Linked DNA regions of Ostrinia nubilalis: region 2 is linked to region 1. A link is a contact called in public Hi-C data. All regions are on one chromosome and are shown on one strand. Each heading gives the region's core, a stretch centred on a gene start, on an enhancer-like site or on the middle of the called end of the contact. The rest is flanking DNA. Distances are from core to core; before and after follow the strand shown.

The links. Hi-C and Micro-C count contacts between places; a contact is called where the count stands out from the background.
Region 2: a Hi-C map of whole body shows a contact between it and region 1, with 10 times the contacts expected there. The contact joins the promoter of LOC135078930 here to the promoter of LOC135078494 in region 1. A contact is called at or near these places in 3 of 5 Hi-C or Micro-C datasets (whole body and whole larva).

Annotation. Positions count from the first base shown.
Region 1 is chr15:9,712,043-9,715,605 of ilOstNubi1.1, reverse strand. It overlaps LOC135078494 (transcriptional adapter 3-A), which reads left to right and starts at 1,689. Exons shown (of 1, transcript XM_063973037.1): 1 at 1,689-3,563. The coding sequence starts at 1,951. The coding sequence ends at 3,345. It overlaps LOC135078920 (zinc finger protein 595-like), which reads right to left and starts at 976. Exons shown (of 15, transcript XM_063973516.1): 1 at 446-976; 2 at 43-372. The coding sequence starts at 713.
Region 2 is chr15:9,934,343-9,937,740 of ilOstNubi1.1, reverse strand. LOC135078930 (large ribosomal subunit protein eL43) reads right to left here and starts at 1,314. Exons shown (of 3, transcript XM_063973530.1): 1 at 1,203-1,314; 2 at 878-1,006; 3 at 1-107. The coding sequence starts at 1,205. It overlaps LOC135078910 (dihydrolipoyllysine-residue acetyltransferase component of pyruvate dehydrogenase complex), which reads left to right and starts at 1,890. Exons shown (of 10, transcript XM_063973485.1): 1 at 1,890-2,136; 2 at 2,463-2,638; 3 at 3,193-3,375. The coding sequence starts at 2,018.

The sequences.
Region 1 (3,563 bases), core at 440-2,939:
GGAATATCTAATAACTAATTATAAAAAAAAATGATAACATACCTTTAACTGTAGTTAGGGAGATGGTTCCATCTTCATTCTGTTTCGTGACAATGGCACCCCCCAAACTGAGTTCACCACTGTTCGGTGACATCACCACAAACTGTTCCATCTCACCATCCTCCGTCAACAGTTTCAGCTCTTGGGTTTGCAAGCATGAGTTCAACTTATCATGGTTCACATACTCCACATACATTTTCCCATCATTTAGACCGTCAGTAGTAAGCTTTATTTCTATGTGACTATTCTCAGTTGGTATGCTACTCACAAAGTTTTCATTCTCCACACTTTCATTAACAGTTTCAACAGTGGTTACATTTTCGATTCGAATTTCTAAAAAAAAACAAATATTTTAGGGGATGGGGACAATGTTTATGTACTTTTCAGATTAAGTAAACCCACTTACCACTGTCATTCTCACTTGGATTTGAAGGAGGTGCGGGATTTATTACTGAATCCTCTTCAGACTCATCTATAGTTTTTATGTGGATGGCTTGACTTTGGCAATCGTCAAGATTCAAATGTTCTATAAGATGGGCCAACGATGACCACCTATTCTCGCAAATAGGACAAGTTAGATTAGATAATATATTCGCCAAATGCTCTACAAGTGACAATTTTGAATCAAAAGTCTGATTGCAGCAGAGTGGGCATTTCAAACTCATGTCTCCCATTTTGTTGAGAAGTTATTGCATACATTTACTTCATTTCAATCATACTCTTAGGGCTCACAAGTGAGCACTTGGGTGTCGTAATGCACCTAAAGAAATTTGTAAACAAAATAACTTTCATTGCATGTCCAAGGTGCTACATTCAGTTCGCATCTAAATTCTCAACACAAAATCATTTTATAACTCAGGAACTTCACACTAATTTGTTAATAACGTGAAGAAAGCACCGAATTCACGTCTTGCAAAAACCAAAGAGAAATTACGCTGTCATATAAATGACAGTAGATGTCAGACTAAACCAAAGAGTAAGGAAAGACTGACAAATTAGGGATAGGGAAGCCATCACGTCATTTTATATATCCGGTTTTATGTCTAAACTCAAAATAAATTAATGAACCAATAGATCTAGAAAAGAATCTAGAATCTTAACTCTTCTTTTAATTTCAATAAAAAGTAATTTATGCAATGCATTTGCATTATGTTTTATCCATTAGATACCTTCCCAAACAAGAACCAAATAAATGTAATAGGTCGTCTCCTAATCCATTTTCTACTCGAAGTTTATAAAAAACGATACGAGTCAGAAAACCGGTATGGATGTTCACGCCTATAGTTTTTCTGGGTTACCAGCATTCATAGTATTCCCTCCTGACTTTTGTGTTAATCACTTAAAATTTAGGTATGTTTTAAATATTATGTGAAAGTCTCAATATGAATTTTTGTTTTGTCTTAAAATCGTTATAAATACAGTGAATATTATAAAAACTACATTTAGAATTTTAACATGCCCACAGTAGTGTTTTCTCATATTACTTACCTTCGTTCTTTCTAAGACTAACGAACTCTATTAGATTGGATAAATTGCTTGCTGAACAAGTTAATACAGCGAGCGTTATCAATCACAAGTTGTAAAATAACTAAGATAGGGAAAGACAAAGAATATTTAAACTCGGGAAAAATGAGTCTAGGGTCGAGCATCCCTAAGGCCGCCATATTGTTCTTACTTGTCAGATTTCGTTTATCGTTGTCGTGGTATTTTAGTTCGATTTTTGGTAAAACTGCATAATTAATTAAGACCCAACGTAAAATAGTGCATTCCTGCTAAGTAAATACATTTAATTGCGTGCAGAATGGATAAGGAATTTGATTGATAAATAAATTGGGCGTAACTGTGACGCATGACATGACAGTACGTATGCATCTTTGAAGTGTTTACGCGGGCAAATTTGATTGTATCAAGATGTTGGGAAAGAGGATGCATCACAACAGCAAAGGCAGGCTGGCGAGCAAGGGTCACGATGGCGGGAAGCCTTCGAGCCCGGGAATTTCGCCTTACAATAAGCCTGCAAAAATACCAGGATCTGTTTCTGCTGGTAAAATCAAGGTTGAAACTTGTCCAATACCGTATACTAAAATTCAAGATAATGCCGTGCATCTTCCAAGGTTTACGGCGATCGCTGCGCGCTCCTCGGACGAGCCGATCGGGATGGACGAGCTGGATGCCCTGCAGCTGGAGCTGGAGTCCCTGCTGTGCAACACTGCCTTACGAATACGCTATTTTCAATCGGAAATCGACAGCATTGATACCAACGAATCTAAGAGAGAAAAGAAGGGTAAAGCTGCTGGAAAACAATTACAGTACCCTGTCAAAAGAAAATTCATGGAAGACAACAAATTAGTGAAGACCAAAGATTACACAAAATTATCCAACCAACCAAAAGTACCTAAGTTTAAAAACTTCTCAAATACCTCCGGAGCTTCACACAGCTATCCAAATGATCCATTAAATTCTGACAATTCTGTGAAGTTGGAAATGTCACAGTTTGCATTGCCAAAGAATAACATTCCATACAAATTCTGGAATTCTGTAGAACCTTATTGTGCTCCAATCACACTGGATGATATAAAATTTTTGGAATCCTTATTGGCACAGAGCAGTAACACAACCCTCCCACCTATACCTCCATTAGGGAGACATTACTCGGAGGTGTGGGCTGATGAACATCTGACCGAGGACCAAAATGCCTCAAGCCTCAACAGACATAAATCTGGGATGTCTCCTGATGCATCGAGCATTCGTAAAAAGTTGGACAATAAATCAAATGAAAACATGATTACAGGTCCACTGACTCAGAGACTTGTCTCAGCACTGATGGAAGAAAATGTGATGCCTTATGAAGTACCTGACATAAATGTTAAACAAATCCCTAACACTAAGAATAGTTACAAGAACTCACTAACATTAGAGAAATGTTTGAGGAAGGAATTGGTGGAGCAAGGGATTTTAGACCCAGAAGACTTGCCACCTCTTACAAACCCTGCAGATGATGAAATTCTAGCAGAAATAAAGAAGTGCCAGACTGAATTGACTGCAGTTAGAAAAGATAACTGCCGCAATCTTAAAAACCTCATTGGACTGTGTAAGCAAGAGATGATTAGACTCAACTTGAAGAAACAGCTAGATCAAGTTGATATGGAATGTATTGATATTTACAAAAAGATGGTAGCAGCTAAGCAGAAAAAGAGACCAATTACTAAGAAAGAGAAGGAAGATGCTTGGAGAGCAATTAATGAACAAATCAGGCTAAACAAGGAGATAAATGCTTTGCCATTGACGGGCCCTAATACAAGCTAAGAATATAAACACAATTGTAAAATACTTTAAAATTTTATCTTTTAATAGGAAATCATCTACAAATATTGTAACAATAACAATGTTACTTCATGTACTTTTTTTGTTATTATTGGCTACATTATTTATCTAAGGTCAAAATTATATTAGAATGGCTGTAATATTCTATTCTACAATAATTTGTAAACTGCTGTACAAGTGGTAATCTATCACTAAATGCA
Region 2 (3,398 bases), core at 65-2,564, 220 kb before region 1:
CTGCATGATGACGCAGCTGTGGTTGAGAACACCCAGGCGCCACCGGCTACTGTCCTTTTGCAGCGCTTGCATGACCAGATGCCAACGCAAGAACGCTTCATGGCATCCTGAAATGAAATTTACAGTTAGTAATCTTATATTGACAATAACAAACACATTTTTAAACACAGGAATTTAATTGTTTTTTTTTTTTATGTGACAGGAGGCAAACGATTTAATTGGTTTATCAATATCTTAACCACCCTGTTCATAAACAGGAAAATGCACTGAATGCATTATAAATTACCTAATTATTGAAAACAAAATAATTATAAAATTAGTGATGTTGTCTCTGTGTACCAAATGTTAATTTGATCATAAAGAAGAGAAAAAACATTTGAGGTTATAACCAGTGTTATAATAGCCATAATCCAGTTAGTTTTCTTGAGTAGATGAAGGTATTTACCAAAAACATGTTAATTGTAATGACTTATTACATTAGAAAGATGATATGATTTGTATTTATTGGAACCAGATTAATAAATTAATTACAGTAAACATTATTGTGCAATAATTAGAAAGACTAGTAAAGTTAAATACTATTTTAGAGTACATTAGGCTACATAATGGTGTTTATTTATGAAGATTGGTAAGTGGGTAAAATATTTGGGGAAGAAAACTTAGCCATCGTGTAGCAAGCGTAAAAGGTGCAGGTAGTAATTTATAAAATAAAAAAATATCACTTTTGTTTAAACTAACCTCAAAATGTAAACAAAGACAATTCCACGAAATTGTACACAAAAATTACGGTTCTAAGAGGGGAATTGGGAAAGCTAACACAAAATGTAATGTTTAATAGAGTTGTAAACGGAATAAGACGATAATTATGTACACTAACCTTTCCACAGAAGGAGCAAGTGTATTTGGCGTGTTGGGTCACTTCCATCTTCTTGACCATTTTACGCAGGGAAGCACCGTAACGGGTTCCATATTTGCCAGTGATTCCGACCTTCTTTGTACGCTTGGCCTGTAATAATTCACAACATTGAGTGTAAAACACTTGCACTTCATTTCGAAAACTTGTCACCAAATTGCAAAATTTCGTGACTTATTACGAAAATATTAACCACGTAGAAATATTTTAACTATGCACATTTAAATAAACACTATTATTTTTATAATTTACAAGTGATTGGTGCAATTTTTATGAATTTAATTCTCACCATTTTTGCTAAACCTGCCTAACACTTGACAGACAACAGAAAGAAAGAGCGGCTTTGACGTTGTCAAAAACGTCAATAGTGAAACTGACAGCTACAGCTAAACTGAGACCTTGTGGCCCACGGATTTTTAAGAAAATTAAAAAGAAATTATAATCCGTAAATGACTGTTACACGTAATATGACATAAAACTCACACAAGTGTTTTACATTATGTTCAGCCCCCCTAGACAAAACGCACTTTTTGATCGAATCGAATCCGTCAAAACTCCGTACAAAAAAGGGGCTTTTCGACCACTTTTCGACTGGTTTGCGAATATAATTTGCACTTTGTCTAGACCCACTGTTAGGTTCTGATAGTTTTCATGTGACGTTAAAATAACGTTAAACAAACATCAACGAAATATTTTTTCAAAAATCCGCAGGCCTCAAAACTTGGGCCAACAATTTTTTTCTTTCGATTATGTGTAGAGATTTTTTAACGAAAAATTTTTGGATTAGATTGAATTTCCATTATATTTGTATGTTTAATGTGAAATTAATTATGTATTTCATCCATCAGTGAAGAATCATTGATGAACTTACAGTAAAAAAATGTTCTATGAATTAGTCACAAAACCGATTTTTATTTTTGTTACGACCCTACCGTAAAATCCGTAAAAAAAATCAATGATTGACATTTGATGTCATTTTCGACGTTTCGTTGACGATTTTGATTTTATTCAACGACCTACAAGTTGGAGAAGGTCGATCTCACGGATAATAAACCGTCCTGATCACCTGGACGGCTTAGATTTAGTGCAATTCTAAACAGAAAAATGTTGCGAACGATTGTTTTACGAAACCAGGCGCTGAGCAGTGGCTTAAAAAAGGCTGTACGATCCAATGTGACGAGATGTATGAGTACAGAGTTAGCCAGAAGGAAACATTCTAACAAGTAAGTGCCCTTTAGATACTGGTTACAGTCATCCAAAACACTATTTATAAATATTTACTACGTGGGTAAGTCATCATTATTGAAACACAGGTTAAACTAGATATTTTTCCCGTACCAAGTTTGCGGTGTCAGTTGCATAACCAAAACGTCAATGTTCTTCACCTTGTAATTGACATTTAGCGGAAGCAAGAATGCCGGCAATTCCACGTGAACATATCATCAAATGAGATTACTATACCTAAACAAACAACTAGAACAGAAATAGATTCTTATAACGTACTAACAATATAAATGCTTGTAGTCTTATACTTGTCTGTTACATTCAGGTTATTGACTCCATCACAGTCAAACAAAGTCATAGACCAGCAATGGACGCTGCAGCTAAGACAGTACTCGAGCTTGCCGTCACACACAAAAGTCAACCTGCCTGCCCTTTCACCCACCATGGAGAATGGTTCCATTGTCAGCTGGGAAAAGAAGGAGGGTGACAAACTCAGTGAAGGTATGCACAGATTATGATTTAATTTGCCCTACCACAAGGCAAAAGCAAGCACACATAGTGCCTTGTAACAGGATTATTGTTATGTTATTTATCTAATCAAAAGTATTGTGCTGTCTGTCTCAAAAAGATAAATGTGTGATAAACTTGCTATTTATAAGTGCAAATATTAGATGAGAAACAATTAGCATTTATTCTAATTCACATGTTTTACTTCTGCCCAAAGATTTGCTTTTGTGAAAAATATATATCCTTATGTGTAAATGAAGGTCATCTGATAAAGTCACATTCAGCACTGATGTATCAATCATGATAGTGATAGTGATATTTATGATGATTATGTAAATGTTATTGGATACTAAATGCAGGGCTAGACTGCTTGATATCCTTCAAAGAACCAGTGATGTAGAAAATGTTTTTTTTTTATTTAGAAGTTTCTTAATAATTAGGAGCAAACTTTCCTAGTCTCCTTCTTTTGGTAAATAAATACTCTTATCATGTTCTAAATGAATTTAAATTCTACCTACATCTACAGGATCTACATGCTTATGTTTTAGGTGATCTACTTTGTGAGATTGAAACCGACAAGGCCACCATGGGCTTTGAAACTCCTGAAGAAGGTTTTCTGGCCAAGATTCTGATCCCTGCTGGCACCAAGGGAGTCCCAGTGGGCCAGTTGCTCTGCATCATTGTGGAGAACCAGGCTGATGTCGCTGCTTTCGCTGACTTCAAGGATGATGGTATGATGATGATGGTACTTGAT